Linked DNA regions of Drosophila melanogaster: region 2 is linked to region 1. A link is a contact called in public Hi-C data. All regions are on one chromosome and are shown on one strand. Each heading gives the region's core, a stretch centred on a gene start, on an enhancer-like site or on the middle of the called end of the contact. The rest is flanking DNA. Distances are from core to core; before and after follow the strand shown. Region 1 holds the start of Lnk (Lnk,). Region 2 holds the start of Exo84 (Exocyst 84).

Evidence for each region. Hi-C and Micro-C count contacts between places; a contact is called where the count stands out from the background.
Region 2: a contact with region 1 is called in a Hi-C map of the OSC cell line, with 3 times the contacts expected there. The contact joins the promoter of Exo84 here to the promoter of Lnk in region 1. A contact is called at or near these places in 57 of 107 Hi-C or Micro-C datasets (the Clone 8 cell line, the D17-c3 cell line, the Kc167 cell line and 21 more) and 1 of 6 datasets of contacts at active chromatin or transcription factors (the Kc167 cell line).

Annotation. Positions count from the first base shown.
Region 1 is chr3R:25,885,055-25,890,769 of dm6, reverse strand. It overlaps Lnk (Lnk,), which reads right to left and starts at 2,228. Exons shown (of 4, transcript NM_170247.2): 1 at 1,705-2,228; 2 at 492-1,115; 3 at 1-52. The coding sequence starts at 992. SppL (Signal peptide peptidase-like) reads right to left here. Exons shown (of 7, transcript NM_143180.2): 2 at 4,941-5,388; 3 at 4,750-4,875; 4 at 4,272-4,463; 5 at 3,751-4,204; 6 at 3,539-3,659; 7 at 2,540-3,472. The coding sequence starts at 5,232. The coding sequence ends at 3,404.
Region 2 is chr3R:26,047,975-26,053,659 of dm6, reverse strand. Exo84 (Exocyst 84) reads left to right here and starts at 1,403. Exons shown (of 6, transcript NM_206576.2): 1 at 1,403-1,470; 2 at 1,531-1,689; 3 at 1,743-2,073; 4 at 2,128-2,900; 5 at 2,960-3,489; 6 at 3,545-3,929. The coding sequence starts at 1,431. The coding sequence ends at 3,730. Vps2 (Vacuolar protein sorting 2) reads right to left here and starts at 839. Exons shown (of 2, transcript NM_143198.2): 1 at 431-839; 2 at 1-370. The coding sequence starts at 743. It overlaps gro (groucho), which reads right to left. Exons shown (of 13, transcript NM_001300610.1): 11 at 5,491-5,685; 12 at 5,225-5,424; 13 at 3,749-5,162. The coding sequence ends at 5,055.

The DNA.
Region 1 (5,715 bases), core at 979-3,478:
TGCCGCTGCCACCGCTGCCATCCAAGTCATCCGAGTTCTTGTGGAAGAAGGCCTGCAGCAAAGAGATCTTTGACAGTTAAAACAAGTGGTGACAATATAGCCGGAGTTTCCGACTATAAAACATCCTGGCACTGAAAAGCTTTTTAATCAATGTGAAATACTTCATGATCTGCAAAATTGAAAGAAAGACTTGCATAATTGACAGCATGTTCTGATAATCATGACGTATTCAACAAATCAAATAGAAGATAATAATACCACTTCAGTGAGGTCTAATCGGACTTATGGACAGAATGCAAAGAATGCTAAAGTGAATGCTTTTATCTGCATACTTTTAGTTCGTGATTCGTGACCTTCTTAATGGGTATTATCGGACAGAAAACAACAATCATGTCTAAAAAAAAAGTATAAGCATCAAGTGTGGCCTCGAAATAATCAAAAATCAATCTATTCAATGATTTCGAGAGGATTTGAGAAGAGCATCAACTCACCTTGCCCTTGCGCAGTCCTTTGAATGATAGTCGTCTTAATAGAGACTTTGAGAGCAGTTTTGGCACCTCGTGCTCCTCCTCGAAGTCCAGCGAGCCCGCACCTGATTTAAGAGTGCTCCTCCGCTTGAAGAACTCCGTGTCGTAGTGCGCCGAAAAGGATTCCACAAATTTCTGAGCAAAGCTGCGATGCTGGATGTTCCTCGCCTCCTCCGGCGGCAGATTGCCATTAATGTACGTGATGCACGCCTTGGCGAAATCCGAGGCAGCCACTCTGGCGTGTCGTTCGCAGAACTCCTCCCAACTGGTTCCACCGTATGCATACGAAGACACTCCCATGGCGTTGCCCGTGCCAATTGGTGCGGGTATCAGGTCACTTCCTGCTGCTGCTGCCGCTGCCGCCGATGAAGTTCCCAGGCTGTGATGACTGCTGGCCGACGTGGGCCCAATGTAACCGCCAGCGCTGAAGGCGCTCGTATTCGCTCCTGTGCTATTGCCACCCATTTGGCCAGGTGGTTGCCAGTTCCGCTGGTCCAGGTCCTCCTCCTGCTCCTGCTGCCGCTGCCTCTGCCGGTTCCGGTTCAGTTTGCCACACGAGTTACCCAGCTGGAGTCCGTTTCAAAAGCGCTGAAATGTTAGACAAACAATGCGATCGCGGTTTAGTCGAGTTACTTCGCAAAAACAGCGATCATTGCTGATCGCTTTGAAGAATACAAAAGCATTTATAGTTTAGTTGTTATATGTATTATATATTGGGCCGATGTGCAACGATCTATTTCTATTCTCTGACTCACAGGATTAAGGTTTTCAACGAGTTGGGGGAATTTTGGCAACTTTAATTCTAGAAAACTTGATAAGAATTAAGTGCTGACCAAAACAAAACAATAAAAAGTTAGCTTTGCTTGCTATTTAAACACAATATTGATTTTACAAGCCTGTTTATTGAGTTATTTAACAGCCTGACTTATTGATGGCGCAAAATGGTATATTTTCTTAAAACACGGGTATGCAATGTATATAATGATAAGCGCCCAGACTTAAGCACATATTTTTGTTCATAACAATGTACACTGAAGAATTTTGCATTTATGTAATGAATATTTACGCATGTTTGCACATTACATTAAGTAACACGCATTTTCAGTGCCACAATTAATCCTTTTTCTCGGCAATTAAAAGTAAACGAAAACAAACTTGCGGCGTAGCCCACACACACCCACTCACACAAATGCGAGGGCAGACACACACACCCACACAGCGGCGCGGTGGTGAAAAATTTCCCACAGGAATTTCCACGCCTACGTCACATCGCAATATGCGCGTGGAACACGCTTATAATATAATCAAAAATACTATTGAATTTGCCACTCGACACATGTAAATAACTCACTTTGCGGTTTAAGTATTATCTAAATGCTCGGCATCTTTTTTATGCTTTTATTTTTCTACACAAAGTGCATGATATCTCGCTCACACGCACACACACACAAACACACGCACATCCGCTCAAAATATTCTTTTGCGTTGTTTTGTTGTTGCGAGCAAAAGGAAGTGGCGAGTTAGTCAATAACTGAAGTGCACATACACTTGTTTGTTGTTAATTCGTAATCATTGGTTGCCAGTTCCGCTTGAGCTACCGTCTGGTTGCAATATTATTTATCACTGATTTGTTTGTGTTTTTTGCGATTTAAAACGAAAAAACCTCGACCGTGAAAATTAGAGCCGGACGAAAATCGATATGCATAGTATATATCTATCGATATTTGTTGTATCGATGTTCTTTCTGGAACGTAACCCCGCTAAATGGAGGTGTGTACTCGCTAACATGAATTTACCCGCTAAGTTGTGACCGCTCGCCACAGAAAACCCGATTACCGCAAGGTTGTAAACTTTGGTAAGCAAAATGGTGGGAAACTTAGGAATATTTTGGCGCCAACATTTAAATGTAAGGTTTCAAAAAAGATCTACCTACTACATTACAAAAAGCGTACATGCTTCCAATTTTTGTAAAAAACGCTTATAGGCAATGTTGTTTTAAATCTCACATTTTTATTGTTTCTATACGTTTCGAAATTGCATTTACTTAAAATTAATATGTAACTATCGTTTCCATATGCATACAGTATTTATTTATTTTTAGCTGCGTTAATAGTAAATAATTAAAATTCTTGAAACTTAATTTTGTGAAACACACGCAGTGCAACAGTTGTCGTCTAGCATTATTAATTGATTTATTGTTTGCAACGAACACATGCATTTTGGCAAAACATCATTATGGTTGTGAAGATGTGTGGGAAACATTGGGTGACAAAACGAAAAAATCGAAGGACGGAAATGAGCGTGTGAAACGGAAACGGATCTCGATTAAATGTGTATGAAGGCGAGCTTACTAACTATTATTTGTTGCATGGTGGTTTGTTATTATTACACATAACTTAAGTATTTACAGAACGTACTGCCCGGAACAGATTTCGAGTGGATGATGTATGATTGAAATTCGAATCTCAAACTGTCTTCTTGCTAGTCTTTTCGCTATGGTTTACAGAGTTATTAGTAATGCCTATTAGTTAGTAACTAATATTTCGCTTGACCTTTGTTCTACTCGCTAGTTATCTGCATGATTGGAGACATTAAAGCCAATTTGAATGAACTCTCGTATGAAGTATATATATATGTGAATATATAAAACCTTTCCGCTTAGGCTAAAAACTATAATTACTCGGTTTTTGCTTTTATTTCACTATGAAAACGAGGATCACCTAACTTAAAACGAAACTTAGTTAAGTTGAGTTAAAAAATACATACTCAATACGTTATTTAAGAGACAAACGTTAGTATTAGATCTTATGTGTGTGTGTTCTTCACATTGTATGCTGTTGGTTTTTTGTTTTTCTTTGCTTTTAGATAGAGTACACTCAGACTTCCAGTTGTTTTGATGGTTGTTGCGCGATAAACGGCTCGCTCCACATGCGCCGCAGGTCGCCCTGCAACAAGTAACAAAACATTACAGATATCGACCAAATTCGGAACTATTCGAGCATGGAGTATACCTTCAGATACGCCATCAGCAAGAGCGGCAATAACGTAAAGGGCACTAGATACAGCAGCGCCGGCTGGGCCGCCTTAAAGACCTCGGAGCTGACCGTCGCCGTTAGCAGGCCCAAGAAATAACTGCAATGTAATGGAAATTAGTATTTATATATATTTTTATAAGTAAGCAATTTTTCGTATACTCAAACATTCCATTTATTCAACAACTTACCCCAATAAGGAACAATGAAAGTATGTCAACCGGGAGCCAACTCCTCTGGGTGGTGACAATGTGGGATCCGATGTGACGCCCTGCGCCTTCTTGTACGCATCATACCGCAAGACGAAGCACAGCAACAGGCCCGGCATCACCACATCACCCAGGCCCAGCATAGAGAAGTGACCGGTATTGTGCAGGCTGGGAAAAACAAGCTTTCCGGGCAGATTCAGCTTTGGTGTGTCCCGCACAATGCCACCCAGATGCAACTTTCTGGCCACGATGCCCACGGGATTATCGGCGGGTCGCGTCGCCACCTTGACCATCACGTTGGTGCTGAAGATGTACGAGGAGAGGAATACCCAGAAGACGTCGTAGATGAGCAGGCCGGTCAACAGCAGCGTGGACACCTTCAAGCTGGGCAGACGCACAAACGCTATGAATGCCACACACAGGCCCATGCCCATTGCTATAAAAAAAAGGGGTAAAACTTTGTTACAGGAAACTCTTTCGTACTTTTTCACATCGTTTCTTACCATCCATTAGCAGCCAGTGGCCAGTGAGCACCCATATGCACACAATCGATACCGAAAGCGTAAAGCTGAAGAGCTCCGCGGCTGTGAAGCGACCGCAGAATCCGAAGGAGAATCGCTTTCCATCTGTGCATGGCCTGATGATGTACTGGCACATGGGCAGCAGCAGAAAGGCCAGCGCCACGGTGGCTATAACTGTGGAGAGAGATTTCAAATTATTGAATAAAGCAAAAAATTCGTCATGTTTTGAATAAGTATGCAAGCTGAATGGTTCTGATGGCTTTTATCGCTTTCGAGTTGAAAATTAAAAGAAGTATGAGTTTATCAGCGCATAAATTTATAATTAAAAAGCTTGAATGTGATTCGAAGAGTAGCTTGTGACTGCGTTACTGCATTGTGTGGATCCCTTTTATTAAATATTTTTGAAGGAAACCATAAGCAGATAAACGGGTAGAAATATATATAATTTAACCACACTTACTCGCTGTGCAGACGGCGAAGAGCAGCTGCATCGAGTCGAAGAAGAAGAACATGATGAGCAGTGAGATGGAAGCTCCGAGGGGCAAACAGAGGGCATGCATCGTGTCCAGAGTGGCGAATTTATCCGCTGTGAAATACAGATCTGAAACTTATAAAACATTCCTTATGCTTTTAGATCCATTTCACACATACTTGGTTCCTTCTCGACGGGCTCGCCGGTAAGAAGATTGGTCATCGATTCATTTCGCTTCTTCTGCTCCCGCTCGCGGGCCTCCTGCTCGATGTTTAAGGAGCGAAAGCTGCCGTAGACTATCAGCAGCATCGATATGAGGCAGGTAGAGACCCGAGACGAGTCCATTACGCTTGAGACCGTCCAGTGGAGTTCGCGGTATTCTCCACCGCCAGCTGCCGCTGCACCGCCTCCAAGTTGGCCGGCTCCAACAGTTTGAGCTCCCAGACCGCCACCGGCTCCACCGTGCGACATGCTCGCTCCGGTTCCTCCGGATGCGACTTCAATCTATATCGCAGATATAGTTTCAGATATCACTTGTAGTCGCCAGTCGGCTGGCTTCTTCGCTTATCGGTCGTCCTGCGCTGGATTTATCGCGTTCTTATGTCAGCTGCACCGCTTCAATCCAAACTGAAATGAAAAGTATTTTGGTTAGGCATATTGATTTAACGATAAGTATTTTGTTTGCCGACCTTATCGCACGTAACCCCGTATACTTTTTTACCTTCTTCAGGTTATTTGGACAACTGCGATTAGGCTATTCGGAGCACACACTCACTCCCAAGGTTTATTTTCCACGATGTCGCCTTAAGTCGAGCGCGGAAACCTTGGGGTCAACTTTCACGCGCCTCACGAATTAGGTAATGAAAGCAAATTAGAACGCCATACACACTCTAAAAAGTGAAGTACAATTTAGAATCGTCAGCAGCCCGAAATTCATTTTAAGCACCAGAAAGT
Region 2 (5,685 bases), core at 154-2,653, 160 kb before region 1:
CCCGGACCACCAGCGCCGCCACCACTAGCTCCACCTCCGCCGGCGGCTCCACCGCCGCCAACGCCACCAGCGGCCACAGCCTGTGCTTTCTGAGCGCCAGCGCCGCCGGCTATGGAAAGGGAACCGGAGGCGGAAGGAAGGTCTCCCAGCTGTTCGCCCAATTGCAGACCCAGTTCGTCCAGCACCTGGGACACAACAGCATCCGTCTCCTCCTCGTCGCCCTCGTCCTCCATGGCGTCATCGATGGCATCGTTGATCATCTCCTCCTTCATGTCCATCATTTCCGACTGTTTCTCGAAGTCCTGCAGGATCTTCTGGATTTGCGGGAGATTCAGCTGGCGGTTCATGTTCTGCATGGCCTTCGTGACACCTGGAAGATAAGCATAATTGCTTGATAAGCGGGTGAATCAGCCAAATAGCCAATGTTTACCTTTCATGGCCTGTGCCATTGTGTTCTGCGACTTGAGCGTCTGAATTTTGAGGGACACCGCCTGGATGTTTGCCTTCATCAGCATGAACTTCTTGGCATACCGCCGCGTGCGCACCAGATCCTTGGCCATGATCTTCACGGCATCCATTTGACCCTCCTTGGCCATCTTCTTGATATCCGCGATAATCTTCTTCTCCTGCTGCTCCATTTTCATCCGCTCGCGGTCCAGATCTCGCATCGCTTTGTTGAGCGCCCGCTGATTCTTACGCAGCATCTCATCGGGGCTGATCTTCTTGCCGAATAGCCAGTCCATGTTTAAGGATATCTTAACTGCAAGATTTAATTACGAAGAATGACGGAGTTTCCTAAAGATTACTCATCAACCAAAACAATAAGCGAAGGGTGTGCGCGATTCTAAGGTGGCCAAGACGTGTTGGCGCTTACATGCGAATAGTGCTAGTGGGAAGAAGAAGCTTTGCCGGTGCACTCTGAAAGAACTGTTCACACTTCAACTTAGTGAATTAGCAACAGGTGGAAAATAATTTTAATTTATTACAATACAACACACACACATTGTAATGAATAGTATACATATAGACATATGTCTTCTTGATTTTTAACGTAGATCTTTGACGTAGTCGTTTATATTTAAAAGTTCAGTTCGAATAAAAAGTATTCAGGGCTTCAACGCCTAATCATACCTAAGATGAAAATCCGAAATGTAAATGCGAATAAATTTGTTGATCTCTAAAAGGTCTTTGACGTAGCCGTTCAGTTCGAATAAAACTTTTCATAGGTTTTAAATCTTAATTAATCTCCTATTACTTAAAACTAAATAAAAATGTTCTAGATTTATAGATTTATCTAATACCAGGGAAAACTGCAGTGAAAACATGGCATTTTCTATAGCATCAGCAACCTTACAATCGACACCTCATGATGACGCTCGTTCGTTGTGAATGGCTCTGCGTCAGCTGCAGTTTACATTCCAATCAGAATCATGAAGGAGTTCGACGATTTTAATTTTAGCGTTGAGAAATGTAAGTATTCCTATGTCTATTTAGCATTAATCAGTCTACTAATAAGTACAACGTTCCCAGATACCAAGGACCTGACACGAGAATGTGTGGGTGGCAGCGATTTGCAGCAGCGAAAAAAGGAAATCGAGGCCTACAACGAAACGACGGCAGCAACGCTCAAGCAAACATGCAAAAAGAACTATATGGAGTTTATACAGACGGCCAAGGAGATATCACGTAGTTTACGCCCCCCAATATCAATATACATTTATGTTAATATTTTCGCATCGCAGATCTCGAGTCGGAAATGTATCAACTGTCGCACATTCTGATTGAGCAGCGCAATATTCTGGCCACCATGACGGATGGCAAGACTTCCAGTCACCTGAAGGCAGAGAGTTTGGAGGCGGAGAGCACTACGGCGACGGAGGATCTGGAGAATAGCCATGCCACGCGGGCGGTCAAGGAAATGGTCCAGGGCTTCAATGGCAATCTGGAAGGCAAGACCTTCCTCAACGAGGGAGCTCTAATCGAGTTGGACAGTAATGATTATCGACCCATTCAAAGGGTCTTCTTTTTCCTCTTCAACGATGTACTGATTGTCTGCAAAGTGAAGCATGATAAGTAGGTTTTCCTATACTAAAGCATATAGCAAAAACTAATAGTAATATTTTTCAGGCGCTTGGATTTCCTCACCGAGTACGACCCCAAGAAAATAGCCGTGATTAACATTAAGGACTTGGATGGCGTTAAGAATGCCATTAATATCATTACTCCAGATGGTTCCAAGATCTATCAAAGCATCACGGCTGCTGGGAAGACGGAGTGGATAGAGAAGCTCGAAGAGGCCTTCCGCTTTGACCAGCAAAAGAAACCAAAAAAGGGCCAGGCGCCACAGCCTCCAACTCGGGCCAAACAGCAGTCAAAAGCTTCGACTCCGGAGAAGGAAACCACACCCCAGAGTCCCGGACAGCCCAAATCCCTGGAGGATGAGACGCCCGAGTGGCTAAGCACGGCCAGTGAAGAGATTCAGACCCTGGTGGCCCAACGGCATTTCGAGGATGCCCAGGAGCTGATAAAGCGAACCCAGGACTTCTTGCGAAACGAGAACCGAAAGAAGTTGCCACTAGCGGACGCCATTGAAACCAAGGTGAAGCAGCAGGAGCTGAAGCTGATCAATGTGCTGCTCAAGGAGTTGTCCAACAGTCACAATCGCAATCTGCAGATCGCTCTGAGAGCAGCCAAGCGGCCTCTGAAGATTCTCGTAGAGATGGGTCGCTATCGGCAGGCGAGTGCCACTCTGCTGAAGGTCTGCGCCGTCAGTTTGCGGGTGGCGCAACGGGAGGCGCGCAGGAATAATGCGGATATATCGGAACTCTTCTTTTGTGACCTGACGCAGGTGGCCTGTGATTTTCTCACCGCCTTTGAGAAGCAACCGGCGTGCGTTAGCGGTAAGCTTCATTCCTATTTCTGTCTACATTTAAGTATTACTACTATCTAATTCTTGCAGCGCTCGTGGTTTGGTGCAATGCGGAGCTGCAATATTTTGCCAGCCAACTGATAAAGCATTACCTGACCAAGGGAACCTCCCTGGAGTCAGTGGCCAAATGTGTGGAGCGAGTGCGCAAGCCCTCGACAAAGCTCACAGAGATCGGGCTGGACATTAGTTATCATTTGGAAGGTCTGTTGCGCACTACACTCGAGTCGCTCATAGAGGAATCCAAGGAGCGACTGCTGGACTCCGTGGGTCGCACCGAGGAGAGCTGGCAGCCGTACAATTTGCAGACCAAGTCGAACCTGAAGCGTCTGCTCCTGGAGCTCGATGTCTTGGGTATCGATGTGCGAGCCCAGGCGACGGGCGACACATGGATTAATCTCACCCAGTCGACAGTGGTTTTCATCAGACACTTCCTGCAGCTCACCGAGTACTGCGGCTGTCTGGCCAAGTGCGAAACCCTGCTGCAGAGCCTGGAACTGCTTCTTAAGGAGCTGTTCATTGCCCAGCATTCGTTGAAACCGCCCAGCGACATGGCCGTGGATGTAAGTTAGAAAGCAGCTTAAATAAAACCGCTCTCTTCAAGAATGCCATTTTCAGCCCAACTTTGTAATGAAGAACAAGATTTTTCTGGTGGACAACCTGCTGCCCATCGCCATCGACAAGTTTCGACAGATTTCTGGACGCCAGTGCGAGGGATTGCGCGAGTTGCACACGAAAATGTCCCGCCAGCAAGGTGCTCCAGTGCCGCGCCAGCGCAGCGTCTACACCACAGATGTGTTTTAGATGCACGCCGTGGGATTTACTTTCGATTACATATAATTTTTTATTTTTTCGTTTTGCTTCAATTATTTATAATATAATTATATACATATATAACCACAATAATAATAATATTTGTAAAATTAAAAATCGAAGCGTGTGCTGCACTCTATCTCTTGCTTATTACAATTTCGCCGCTCGCATTATATATATAATTGTAAATATATATAAATCGATTCGTTTTCTGTTTTTCATATATATACTCTAAACACTAAACAATTTAGCTGTGTTCTACTTTTCGGTTTCGGTTGTTGATGCGGCTCTCTCTGTGTTGGGTTTAGCTGCTCAAAATATAGGATTTTACACTTGGTTCTGAAGAGTTGAGTTTGATTCACACAATTAATTCCTCGATTTTCTCATTACACATTTTCTCAAATTACATACAAGCAAAGCGGACTGCTCTGAGCTTCTAACTACTGACCCCCAATGCGAGTGAGTGTTTCGAAAGTGGTTTCCGTGTTTAATTTATAATGTAAAACTCTTAACTAAAATGCTTACTAAGTATATTCATTTATAATTATATATATATATATATATATATACCTTTTATGCAAATGTGTTTTGTGTTTTTCGTATGTTGTGTTTGTGTGTGTGTGGTGTGTGTTTGGAGGGACGTTGGGAGGTAAGGAAACTGACAACTTAAAATTACATTTGTTGTTGCATTCGCTGTCTGACTTTTCAGCTAAATTACAAAAACCGCTCACATAAAACAAACTAAAAGCACTCGCATCGTATTTGTATTTAACTCCTTTTGTTCAGCTGGTAATCATAATCTCAACGCTCCTGCAATTGCAATGACTGACTAATTCCACTTATCCTCCTATTTGTTTTTATGTTAAGATGAACGTAGGTAGGTATCGCCGACTTTTTATGTTTCTGTTTCCGGTTTCATTTTGTTAATTTTACAACATACTCGTTTCTGTTGCTCGCATGCATTATCATTTTATTTCGCTCTGGTTCTCATTTTACTTGAATTCTTCTTTACTTGCAATTTGTGTGTTCAACTTGTTGGTTTGTTTTTATTTATTGGACTTAGCTTAGGCTTAGTAGCTACAAGTACGCTTAAAATTTTAGTTTTCCTTTTTCTTGTATATATATTATAGAATTTTCATTTTTGCTTCGCTTTTTGATGCGTTGCTACTGCCGCCTTTCTGCTTTTCTTTTTTTGTTTTACTGCCGATGCTGCTGCTGTTGTTTTTGTTGTTGTTATTTGCATGATTTCGAACATGTTGTAATAAAAACTATACGAGCTTATTACAAAATGAAAAAACTGCATGGTTTTGTGGATTTAATAAATAACTTCGTAGACAGTAGCCTTCTTATCGCCCGAACCCGTCACAATGTATTTGTCGTCAGTTGATATGTCGCAGCTAAGTACGGATGATGTTTCCTTCGACTGAAAAACGTCCAGTATTTTAATTGAGGATTTCCTTTAATATGATAAGGATGTGTGCTTACCTGGAATATGCTGGCACCGTAAGGTGTTCGCCATGCGTTAAGCAGGTTGTCTTTGCCGGTGGAAACGAACCATTTGCCGCAGGCGGCAAAGCGCAGCGACAGAACGCAGCTCTCGTGCAGATGCAGTTGATACTTGTCCGGTTTCGATGCGTGCAGCACCTCCACATGCGAGTTCTCCATACCCACAGCCAGCCAGTCGCCTAATGGATAATACAAATTATGTTATTTCTAGATGATTATATCTCGTAAGGAAGTCGTCATCATACCTGTGGGACAGTAGCCGAGCGAGAATATTTGAGAGCTGAAGTCGTGCTGTTGCAGCTGGCGACCCTCGCGCAGATCCCAGGAGCGCACCGTGTTGTCTAAGCCGCCCGTCCACAGCCTGGAGCCATCCGGACTGATGTCGATGCATGAAGCGCCGTCGGTATGGCCCTGGAACTGGCGCACCAGGATCTCGTTGT